Linked DNA regions of Mus musculus: region 1 is linked to region 2. The links are chromatin contacts, called in public HiCAR-type maps. All regions are on one chromosome and are shown on one strand. The core of a region is the stretch at or near the end of the contact, and the rest is flanking DNA. Distances in the headings are between cores, read along the strand shown.

What was found. HiCAR-type assays count read pairs that join an accessible place to other places.
Region 1: a HiCAR-type map of fibro-adipogenic progenitors shows a contact between it and region 2, with 4 times the contacts expected there. The contact joins the promoter of Itga11 here to the enhancer-like site in region 2. A contact is called at or near these places in 9 of 484 Hi-C or Micro-C datasets (the MC3T3-E1 cell line, adipose-derived mesenchymal stem cells, cerebellum and 5 more) and 2 of 115 datasets of contacts at active chromatin or transcription factors (embryonic fibroblasts and fibro-adipogenic progenitors).

Annotation. Positions count from the first base shown.
Region 1 is chr9:62,673,826-62,679,949 of GRCm38.p6, reverse strand. It overlaps Itga11 (integrin alpha 11), which reads right to left and starts at 2,095. Exons shown (of 30, transcript NM_176922.5): 1 at 1,954-2,095. The coding sequence starts at 2,005.
Region 2 is chr9:62,565,095-62,571,257 of GRCm38.p6, reverse strand. No RefSeq gene overlaps it. Among named protein-coding and RNA genes, the nearest start is that of Gm39352, 27 kb to the right of the region's middle. Within about 2 kb of position 1,902, at least 7 of the 459 cell types and tissues checked have an H3K27ac peak or open chromatin away from gene starts, as enhancers often do. A contact at or near this core is called in fibro-adipogenic progenitors, where this site is marked.

The DNA of each region.
Region 1 (6,124 bases), core at 846-3,345, 110 kb before region 2:
ACACACACACACACACACAGAGGCCTTACTTCCTCTTCTCCATTCATTCCCTCATACCTCTGCTTAATTCTCTCAGTTCTTGCCCTACCTGAGCCATTCAGGGCCCAGGTGGCAGGGGCACATGAGCCCTACCTTCTTCTTGTAAGCAGATGCCCGTCTAGCATTGATGGATATATATAATGAGTCCCATATTCCAAAAACCCGAACTGATCAGCAATAATGCAGAAGTGGCTTTCTCCATGTAAGGGAGGCAATGAGTCACAAATCCTTTCTTGAGAGGTCCTTCAACACTCCATCCCTCAGAGCTCCACCCACTTCAGTTGCACGAACATTAGCAACCACTGCTGGAGTCCCACTGTGCGCCAAGCCTCAACTTCCACAACTCAGCTTCCACAACTCAGGATTCTGCCTCCATTGTCCCCCATGAGAAAAGCTTTTAGAGAGCTCACAAGGTCTGTGCAGAACTACTTTCCAAACTCTTGCACTTAGCTTTGGGATGCTTGGACTGTCCTTCTCTGGGGACACCTGTCTAGAGTCACTCAGGAGTTTTTATCTCCTTCCTGTGGATGGATTTCCAGTGACTGCAGGCAGTTCCTTCCCTGAGTGTACCTCCCATGGGTTTCTCTCCCTGGAGCTTTCTAAAAGCCTCTGGTCTGGCAGTAACCCTTTCCCCGCCCCTCCCCCAACTCGAACTTCGTGCAATAAAGTTTGCTTTCCAACTGAGTCTCTGGGATCAGAACGAAACCCAGCCAGTTTCAAGAGGCCTTTCATTTGCAGGGGATCCCAGAAGCAGCAAAGGACAGAAGGATATATGTGTGTCCCCAAATGGGGACAACTGACCAAAGCTTGGAGAGAGCCACCGGACTGGGTAGGGGTGAATCTTCACTTGTACTACCCAAGGGCACCTGTCCAGCTGTCACTGCCTCTGTCCTCTCCTATTGGTCTCAGCTAGTGCCAGAGACACTCAGAAAGAGCGGCAAGGTTGGCAGCCAGTACCAACCAGTTTGTTCCTTAGGCTCTATCTAGCTCTGGCTCTGGCTGAAGCATTCTGCCACGCTGTGAAGGGGCCAGGAAAACTTTCCCTAGCCGCGCGCAGCACAATGCGGTTGGCTGAAGCTGGGCTGGGCACCCGCAGTGTGGAGGCCTGAACTAGGGTACCCCAGGCTGAGAACCCAAAGACTTGTCTCTCTTTCCTTCAGTGACGGGTACCGAGGTTCCCGCTACGCCCCCACACCTGGAATACATTAAGCAGCAGCGCGTTACAGTGACGGCGGCTTCCCCCGAATTATTGAATAATTGCATAATTCCAAGCGCGAGCTGGGGACGCTGCTCTGTTCCTACACTAGTGTTAAGTATCTGTTCCACCGGTCCCGGGCTGAGGGATTGTGCCCTCTGTTTCTGGTGGGGCTGAAGAGAGTTTACTAACGCCTAGCAGCCAAACTGGAGGGATTCTGTTCTCTTAGGACTCCGGGATCTCTTAGGACTCCAGGCTCTCCAGGGCCGCCAGGATCTGGCTCTCCACACTTCAGGGGGCTCTGCCTTGGGTAGCGGCGGGGGCAGTCGGGTCACGCTCATTCGGCGCGATCTGCCTCCTTCCCCAGCTGGGGCCTTGGACCCTCGTCAATGGAAGGATGCCTGGATGGCAGAGTGGACACTTAGGAATTATCCCCAGAGCTGCATCGGGAACATCAGAAATGCTCAGTGGTTCTAGCAACCCGAGTCCCGACTTCTTTCCCCAAACACATCAGAGTCCTAGAAAGAGTTTCCTAGGCACACCTCCCTCCTTTGCTTTCTTGGTGGGACTGTTGTAACAGCAGCCCTTCCCGGCAGACCTGTGTCCCCAAGTGCTACTGAAGGAGGTGCGTCGCATCTCTCTTCTCTCAACTTGAGCTAAGGTCCTGGAGGACTAGGGAGGGGCTCCCGGAAGGAAAGACAGGCTAGGGGAACACGTACCTGGCCAAAGGCTGAGGGTCCAGGCCACCAGGAGGCCCCTGGGAAAGTCCATGGCCCGCTGCGCGGCGGCGGGTGTCGCGATGGTCGCGCGGCTGAGAGCCAGAGCCACAGCCTCGGTTCGCGAGCGTCCTGAGCCTGCACTGATCCAAGCTCCAGCTCCCTGACAGCAGCGCAGAGGAAGTGGGAGGGCTCCAGCGGCGGGGAGGGGCGCGGACACAGCGGCGGCCCTGGCTCCAGGCCAGTCTAGGCCCCTCTGCCACCTGAGCCGGTGGCAGGCTGCTGCCCCGACGCCCTCGCCAGTATCGCCCTCCCCCACTCCCAGCCCATCTAACCTCAGGGTCATAGCAGAGAATGGCTTCTGGGAGCCAGCCACCTTGCCAGCTTGGTACCTGACTCTCCTCCATCCCCAACCAAATCGGGGTCTCCTCTGGAAAAGCGAGTTATGGAGTCCATTTTCTAGGGGGAAAGAGCTGAATAAATACCATAGGTGAACCTAAGATGACCCAGGGCCACTCTGTGACAGGTCTTCTTCGGACACGTTGGATGGATTTCCCCTCCCTTCACAACGTTCCTTTGTCTCCCTGTTCCCTGGGCTTTAAAATGTCAAGGCCACAGTGCTTCTTGGAACCCTGGAATCAATGCAAAACACCTCCAGTTTCCACCGCCCCAGCCTCCACACCTGAACAGGGACTGCACCTGACGGTTCCGAGGCTTCTCTTTGGAACCCAGGCTCTATTCCCCAGCCATTGTACTCACAGACAGTTAACTTCAACGTGCATTTATTGCTGGAGCTTTTTATGGGGTTTGGGCCGCTATCTGTGAGTGTGGTGGATGGCCTTCCCAGCAAGGGAGGAGCAGAGGAAGGCAGCAAGGTAGCTAGCGTGAGGGAAACCGAGAGTATGGAACCCACTACTTTTTTCAGAACCTTCCCAAGGCTACCATGCAAATGTGCAGACACAGCAGGCTAGTCTCTTTCTGCTCTTATCTTCACTGTATCGTGCACACCCATACACCTACCACACCCTAAACAACAACTAACATATTTGTTTGGCCTCTCTGTCTCTCTGTCTCTGTCTCTCTCATCTCCTTGGTTTGTAAGGACACTCAACTCCTTGTCTTCAGGAGCAGAAGAGTTTTTCAGTGTATGCACAAATAGATGGATGAATAGGAAGGGTGTGTAGGAGCCCAGAGGGAAGGGCATCTGAGAATGGTTGGCTTTTAGGGAGGATCCTTGAAGGATAAGCTGAGTGTTGAGACGCTCTACCACTTGCAAAGGCTGGGGAAGCTGGTTTTATTCTGGGGGAGTGGAGAGAGAGATAGAATGAGAGGAAGGGAGGGAGGGAGAGATGGAGAGAGGGAGGGAGAGGGAGAGAGAGACAGAGATGGAGAGAGAAAGGAAGGTGGAGGAAGAGAAGGAGGAAGAGGAGGAGAGAGGGGAGGGAAGAAGAGTGTAGATAAAAAAGCAAAGAGAGAGCAGAGGAGAAGGAGGGAAGGGAAAGAGGAGGTGCAGGTCTTGGGCTGGAATGCAGTGCACAGGTGTTCTCACCTTCAGGGCTAAGTTTCAGAAAAGGAGGGCATGACAAAGGGGCAGGCTTTCTTGCTCTTCTAAAAGAGCCTGAATATCAAAAGAACCAACTTCTTTTTGCCAGGACAGGTGAGGGCTAGGACAGGTGTGGGCTAGGACAGGTGTGGGCTAGAACAGGTGTGAACTAGGACAGGTATGAGCTAGGACAGGTGTGGGCCAGGACAGGTGTGGGCTAGGACAGGTGTGAGCTAGGACAGGTGTGGGCCAGGAAAGGTGTGGGCTAGGACAGGTGTGGGCTAGGACAGGTGTGGGCTAGGACAGGTGTGGGCTAGGACAGGTGTGAGCTAGGACAGGTGTGAGCTAGGACAGGTGTGGGCCAGGACAGGTGTGAGCTAGGACAGGTGTGAGCTAGGACAGGTGTGGGCCAGGACAGGTGTGGGCTAGGACAGGTGTGAGCTAGGACAGATGTGGGCCAGGACAGGTGTGGGCTAGGACAGGTGTGGGCTAGGACAGGTGTGGGCTAGGACAGGTGTGGGCCAGGACAGGTGTGGGCCGGAGGAAGCAGGATCTGCCTTGGGATGAGGCTGACACTGCTTGGCTTAAAGGGAAACACTGGGTGCATGCTGGGAACAGTTTGACCCTTGTAGTGTCTGGTTTATTGTTTAGACAGTCATTATTGAATGTTATTTAACAGTCTTTTCAGTTTGCTTTGTGGTGCTGGAAATTGAACCCAGGGTCTCAAACATGCTAAACAAGGGTTCTGCAACTGAACTACATCCCTGGTCTGGGTTGCTGCCCGAGGACATGTTGATGTCTGAGGGCTGTGCAGAATTGGTCCCATCCCTCTCCTGGACATCATGAGAGAGCTGGTCCTGAGAACTCATGAGCAGGAGAGCCGACCCTACCCCTGGCAAGCTGCAGTACCCAGGAGAGTGCTCTACACATCACCCAGGAAGCACAGTAGAGCTGGTTCTGGTTGTGGGAGTTGTGGGTGATTTGGCTCCAAGGGTGTGCTCATAGGAGAGCTAGTCCTGCCTCTCTTCTCCTGAGTGGTGGCAGGGGTGAGGGAGAGATGACCCCACCCACTCACCCACATACAGCAGGCAGGAGAGCTGGCCCTGCCCCTCACCTACAGCAGCATTCCAGAGAGCAGGCTCTGCACTTCACCTAGGAAGCATAGTAGATCCGGTCCTGGATGTGGAGGTTGTGGGTGAACTGGCACCAAGGGTATGAGTGTGGGAGAGCCCTTGCCACATACAGCAGGCAGGAGTGCTATCCCTGCCCCTCATCTGCTGGAGCTTTCGGGAGAGCAAGTCATGCATCTTGCATGGGCAGCAGTGTAGCTCTGGCCCTGGTTGTGGGGGGTTTGAGTTGGCCCACCCCAACATCTACCCCATCTATGAACTGCTGGAGTGTGTGAAGGTTCCAGTCCTACAGATCCAAAACTACAGGATCTCGATGACACAGGGCAATGACAGGATATCCGAGAGGAGCCCCAGTGAGGTTCCAGTATTGATGGTGTAGCAGAAGCCAGAGGACTCCTACTTGACCAATGACTCATTGCAATGAACATTTGCAAGCAAAAAGGACAAAAGGGTATACTGTGGGACACACGGTGACAAACTACAGTTTCCACCATGAGATTCTTTTTTCTGTTGTGGGTGAGGGTGGAGGGTGGGTATGAGGTGAGGGGACGATGAGTGGGATTGGCATGCATGATGTGAAGTTCACAAAGAACCAATAAAAAGGTTTTTAAAAATTATGTGTATGTACATGTCTCTCTGTGGGCCTGTGCATGTGAGTGCAGGTAGCCAGGGAAGCCAGAGGCATTGGAGCCCCTTGGTTACAGGTAGTTGTGAACCACCTGATACAGATGTTGGGAACTGAACTCATGTCTTCTGGAAGAACAGTATGCACTTTTAGCTGCTCAGCCATCTTTTCAACCCCTCTCCGCTGTCTTTTTTGAGCTAGGATCTCTCTGAACCCTGAACTTACCAACTAGGCTAGCCTGGTTGGCTAGCCAGCTCCCAAGACCTACCTTCTATGTGCTCCACCATGCCCAGCTTTTATGTGGATGCCAGGGACCTGAACTAGGTCCTCATGCTTGTTGGCAGACTCTTTACAGACCGAGACATTGCCACAGCCCATTAAGAATTATTTATGTCACATAAGACAGGTGAGAGATTTGTGATGTGGACTCCAAGGCTACAAGGAACTCAGAACTGAATGAATGGCCTTGTGGGAGCTGGGCTTTGGTGTGATTGACAGCACCACTGAGCCTACCAACTCTTTCCAAGGACAACACTTGTATTTGTCTGTAATTTTGATCAAAACGCATGTCAGGCAATCTACCATATAGTTCAACCATATTTGAATAGTCACAGGGTTGTGTCACCATGACCACTAACTTCATAAAGCTGTCATCATCCCCCAAAGAAACCCTGCACCCATTAGCCTCTCCTTACCTCACCCTGGCCCCAGGCAACCACTAACGTTTCTGTCTCTGTGGATCTGCATGCTCTAGACATTTCACGTAAATGGAGTCATCCAGGACATGGCCTCTGTGTCTGGCTTCTCCCAACCAGTAATGTCTCCAACTTTCATGCAAGACATAGTGGCGACTACATTTTGCTCCTTTTCGTCATA
Region 2 (6,163 bases), core at 653-3,152:
CACCTTATAGTCCATCATGGAGGGAAGCCAGAGCAGAGACTAGAGCAAAAGCCACGAAGGAGCACCGAGTACTGGCTTGCTTCCCCTGCCTTCCTCGGCTTGCTTTTTTATAGTATCCAGGACCACAGCCCAGGGCCCTCCCACATCAGTCATCAATCAAGGAAATGCACCATAAACTTGCCCACAGAACAATCTATTGGGGGTACTTTCTCAGTTGAGGTTCCCTCTTCTGAAAGGACTCTAGCTTGTTCAAGATGACATGAGTCTAGCCAGCACACATGGCTTATAATTCAGCAAAAATTCATAAGCTGCTGGGCAGTGGTGGTGCATGCCTTTAATCCCAGCACTTGGGAGGCAGAGGCAGGTGGATTTCTGTGTTCGAGGCCAGCCTGGTCTACAGAGTGAGTTCCAGGACAGCCAGGGCTACACAGAGAAACCCTGTCTTGAAAAAAATCCAAAAGCCATCTTATATTGGTTCACATCTTTTCAAATTGTCTTGGTTTGTCGCTGCTTGCCCACTGCGCATTCCCACAGCTGACTCTTAGGTTATTCCCTGGCTGGAATTCAGTAGTTTTGACCCAGACCACCTTTCCCCATGTCTTGCCCCATTGCTGGGGGATCCCCCTGTAACCCTGAAATCAGCAACCAGTGGTATTTCTGAGACTGGATTTTCTATGCTAAAATGAGAATTTTGATAGTAATTATTAATGTCACTCATTATAATGACAATCCAACCATAAGTTTTCTGGGGGAATGAAATGACAAGAAACTAATAATAAGCACAAAATATTCTAAATATTTATATTTATTATTAATCTTTCATAGGTGGAAAAGACCACTGCTCTCTCTGGTCTTCTTGCTGTTCACAATATGTAAGCACTCCTGGAATGTGTAAGCAGTTGAGGGAGGGAGAGATGGCTCTCAAACTGGAGGAATGGCTTTTTTTAATTTTTAATTTTTATGGTGTGGCAGTTTTGCCTGTATGCGCATCAGATGCATGCCTGGTGCTTGTGGAGACCAGAAAAGGGAATTACATTTTCTAGAACTGAAGAAACAGACCTTTGTGAATTCACATGGGTGCTGGGAATCAAACCTGGGTCCTTTGGAAGAGCAGTCATTGCTTTCAACTGCTGAGAAATCTTTTCAACCCAGAGAGGTATTGCACAGTCGGTTTCCATTGCCAGCCCAGCTTGAGGACATGGGAGACACAGTTTAGGAACGACATCTCCAGGAATCACGTGGGAATTCTGAGCTCAGGTAGCTTTAGGTTGCTGTAGGATTCTGACACCTCTCTTAGCATTAGGATCTAACAACACTGGCAATCCAGGGGTCAGTGTTTTGAAAGGACTTTGTATGGTGCTGAACACGAGTCTACAATGTTCTGTGACTTTTGGTTTGGATTTTAGTTAAGTTGTATGATTTTATGCCTTCTGTATTCTAGAAGCTGGACTTGGAATATGTTAATAATGAAAACTTAGCCCCCAAAGAAATCAATCTGGTTGCAGTCATTTGGTTGTCAGAATCGGGCTATAGTGAGCAACAACGCAAATATTTAGAAATTTGTTTTACAAGAATTTTGTGTGAACCTGGAAGCCAAGAGTACAAAATATTTATTATAATTCTCACAGAACTTGGCCTCTAGACTCTTGTATGCAAGAGTCTTAGAGATTGTCCTTTAGAGTCTTAAATACTGCACAATATTTGATCAAAAAAATATCATGTGCTCAGGAAGGGTGGGTTTAGTGCTTCTGCATTTTGGGTGGGAAGACTCATACGTGATCTGGAACATGGCCTGAAGAATGGTTATCTAAGTCCAGAATGTTGGCTGGTGAGTCTCTTGTGTGACACAGATCCCTTGACCTACACTAGCTCAGGGCTCAGCCCTCTAGCCAGCATGACTATGACTCGGGTTGGGAACACTGTCAGCAACAACTAGATGTGCTTTCAGTCTGGGCTGTCCATCAGCCTCAGCTTGCCAGAGGTCACATGCTGACCTTCCATGCAGGCTCGTCCTTGCTTTCTTGATTACAGACTACTTGGTAGCTCTTCCCTTGACTATGCTGTTTCTGCAGCCATGTCTGTGCCTCGGCAAGCTGTGCCTGCACATCAGGGCATCGTGGAGTATGACTCATACCGTAACCTTCTTGCTCTGTTTTTTGAGGCAGGTAGCCTAGGATGCTCTCAAACTCCCAACTTTCTTCATCCACCTCTGAGTGCTGGGTTATAGGCATATGCCACCACTCCTGCCTCTCACTTGCATTCTTTTTGGCTTGGCCCAAAGTTTGAACACTTGGGATTGTGACACACGAGACTGTCTTTATCAAGGGTCTAGAGTTAGATATTGTTCCTTCAGACTAAGACTCATAAGTGATTTTCACAAGACAGAATTCCAAATTATAAAGTCCAATAAACCATGGCATGTAAATAGAAGAGATAAGGACTTTCTGTAACATAGCCATCTAGAGGAAGTCTTTCTGCCATTATCCTTGTGTGGTGGTTTAAATGAGAATGGCCCTCATAGGCTCATATATTTTAATGCTTAATCACCAGGGAGTGGCACTGTTTGAAAGGATTAGGAGGTGTGACCATGGTGGAGGAAGTGGGTCACTGTGGGTAGGCTTTGAGGTTTTAAAAGCCCATGCCAAGCCTAGAGTCTCTCTCTCTCTCTCTCTCTCTCTCTCTCTCTCTCTCTCTCTCTCCCTCTCCCTCACCCTCTCCGTTTCCCTCTGCTCTACCCCACCCCCACCTTAGGAATCAGGATATAGCTCTCAGCTACTCCTCCTGTCTGTGTCAGGCCATGCTCCCTCCCATGATAATGAGCTAAACCTCTGAAGCTGTAAGCCAGCCGCAGTCAAATGCCTTCTCTTATAATAGTTGCCTTGGTCATGGTGTCCCTTCACAGCAGCAGTACAGTGACAAAGTAACTTTGTTGGTGGTGATATACAGCCACTGAACCGCAAAATGGCACAGGCAGAAAAGCCATGGATGGTAGAATATATTAAAACAAACAAACAACCTAGCTTCTGGCATTGTGGAATGTCAACCCAACCTACATGCCAGCAGAGACCTGAGTGACCTCAGTCAAGAGCTTTTAGGTTGGATCCTGTGTTGCTCACAGGAAAGCTTAGTCTACAGTTTAAGTCCAAGAGCAGTGAGCGATTCTGAAGTCTTGGTCCCAGTCACCATGGCTTCATAGCCAATGAATCTTACATGATCATGTGCATCAATGCACCAGATTATCTCTTGTCTACTTAGTACAGCAGCTCCCCTCTTAAGGAGAACAAACTAAGAACTACATTTCCCATAATTCCCTTGGTATGGCTCTGTATCCACTTAGCCCAAGAGGTGTACTTACATGAGAAGTTGAAGGTGTTGTGGATGGCCCATATCTTGGATATCACAGCAGACTCTGACTGTTAGGCCTTTTGACATAGGCTGATCGACTCTAACTCGCAGATACACTGCTTGTCTGTGCAAATCAAGTTTTATTGAGACACAATTGTTTACCTAATAGCAGTATACCTTTGAAGCTATCAACAGTAAAGTTAAGTAGCCACTAATGACCAGATGGGGTTGCAAAGCCTAAAATATTTATATTCTGGTTTTGTCCAGAAAAAAAAGTTCCCAGGCCCCAGCAGTTTGGGACCTGCTATAGAGCACATGTTTAGAACTTAGTATTGTATATCAGCTGTCTGGTATGGGAAGTGTCGTGCCCATAGTGTACACAGTATAGTGTACATACTGTAATGTACATAGTGTAGTATACATAGTATAGTATACATAGTGTAGTGTACATAGTGTAGGTCCCATGTGATAGAACAAGAAAGTATACCTAAGAATGAAATCACACATTTGCTTACACTGCCCTAATATAGTCAAATGAATATGCAATTTTGATTCTCTTTTCTCTTGCATTATTTTGATCTCTTCAAACAGTATGCAATGGGTAAAAAACCAAAAACAAAAAACCAAGAAATCTCACAGCTTAATCTCTCTGTGTCTCTCTATCTATGTTCTCTCTCTCTCTCTCTCTCTCTCTCTCTCCTCTTTGTCTATCTAGCTATATCAGGGACAGGAGATAGGAAAAGTAGCCATGCTAAATTTTAACTGAATAAAATAATGTCTCTTCCCAATAGCATTCTGCTCATTGAGGACCTGTAAGCAGTCTGTGGTGTAGCCACTGGTTCATTGTCAATGATCCTGAAAGAACATTAAGTGAACTCACTGGGTCCTGAAAGGAAGGAAGGGAGGAAGAAGGAAGAGAGCCAGCTAGAAAGAGGAAGAGATCAACAGGGTGGAAGGGGACAAGAGAGGGTGACAGTGAATGGATCAAAATACATTATTTTCATGTCTAAAAGAATGTCATGACAAAACCCATTATTACACACAAGTAACACCATTAATTTTAGAAGTAAACAATAAATAAATTGTATTTTCTTCAAACTATATTTGATTTCATATATATATATGCATGCATGGTGGGAGTGGAATGTGGAGGCTCCCTTCCCTTGACAGGTGACTATGCAGAGGTCCTGGGTGTTTCCTGATGTCCACTGCTAAAACCTGGGGCTGTAAATTTCTCTTCCTTTCACTCTGAAAAGGCTCCAGGTTGTCCCAGATGATTTTCTCACACAAACTTCTTTGAGAAATCCCAGCCCTTGGTTTACCTCTAAATGATGGACCTGGGCCTGTGTTGGGAGCTGACTCCTAGCAGAAAGCAGCTATCATCTCTGTAGCCATCGCAGGCTATTTACTTACAGGTGGTACTTTTCCACCCTGATGAGAGACTTGTTTTCCTAGCATGATGTTTTTGCAAGACGCCCACCACAGCTGAACACACTGATAACATTTTGGTTTTCTTCTACACATCCTGGACCTGTGGTTAAGTGTCTCCAGCTGCACTCCCCAGCGAGTGCATATATACCCATAGTTGCCTTTCAATAAACAAGACTTGAGCCTTGAGCAGGTAGCCTGTATTGTCTTCATTTTTCGCGTCTCTTGCCCCTATGTCCCCACTCTCTCTCTTGCAGAGCCGTTGACTGACCCGTGGACTGGGTAATACCTGGAGAGAGAAAACTCCCGGTTCCTAACTGCTCAGCCATCTCTCCCGATGCCTGTAACATATTTTTTACAAGAACAACTGGGTTTCCCAAGTGAAATAAAATTACTGAAAAGGATAACATTCTTTTGTAGTTTTGGAAACTTCTTTGAAATGTGGCTTTAACAGGAGCGAGCTAAACCTTATTCTCCACTTTGGAAGTTCATCTATTATGCATGTGCTGGTTGTGGGATATTAAGAAATTCAGACTTCACATAGATAAGTAACTGGGAAAGGGGGAGGTTTTTTGTTTGTTTGTTTGTTTTGTGCTGAGGCTTGATCCCAGGGTGTTGCATACTTGAAACACAGGAACACAGAGATGCACTCCTGATCCCAGGAATGCAGTGGAAATTTCTTGGTTCTTTGGAGACTCGGTTGTGTTGTGTGATATTTTTGTGGAAGCTGTCTTACTGGAGGGCATGTGGTATTTTGCTTGAGCAGACGCTTGAAAGGGTTTATGGTCTTTGGAAAGAGTATAAACGGAGCCCCGTGAACAGTGAGAGGATGCTCTTGCACTGCTACGCTGAGCAACGCTTCACTGGTCATCCATGGGCTTTGCAGGTCTTCAGTAGCCAAGCAAGACTTTGCTGGTCATTGCTGGTCTTCACTTTGTAGAGAGAAACGTGCCAAAGAGCTTCTCGTGGTGTTTGCACTGATTCTTGCCTCTTCTGCTGACTTTATCAGAGCCTTGCAGGTTCTGCTGCATCGAGCCGCCACTTCTGATTTGTGCTTGGTGTTTGCTATTGGACGGGACTGCTGGTATCCAGACAGCTGGGAATGGAATCACCCCAAAGAACTACTTCTAAACAGGCCCACAAACCCCCTTTTCTATTAACTTTCTTTCTCCCCTACCTTTGGTGTGGGCTAGAAGGTTGAAGCATTTAAGAACCCTAAATAAATAAGGTAAGCTTTGAAAAATCTAAGCCTACACAAGAAGAGTAGTTTAGTTTGTTTTGTTTTGGCTTGGTTTGTTTTGAGACAGGGTTTCTCCATGTGGCCCTGGCTTTCCTGGAACTCACTCTGCAGACCAGGCTGATTTCAAACTCAGATCCACCCGCCTCTGCC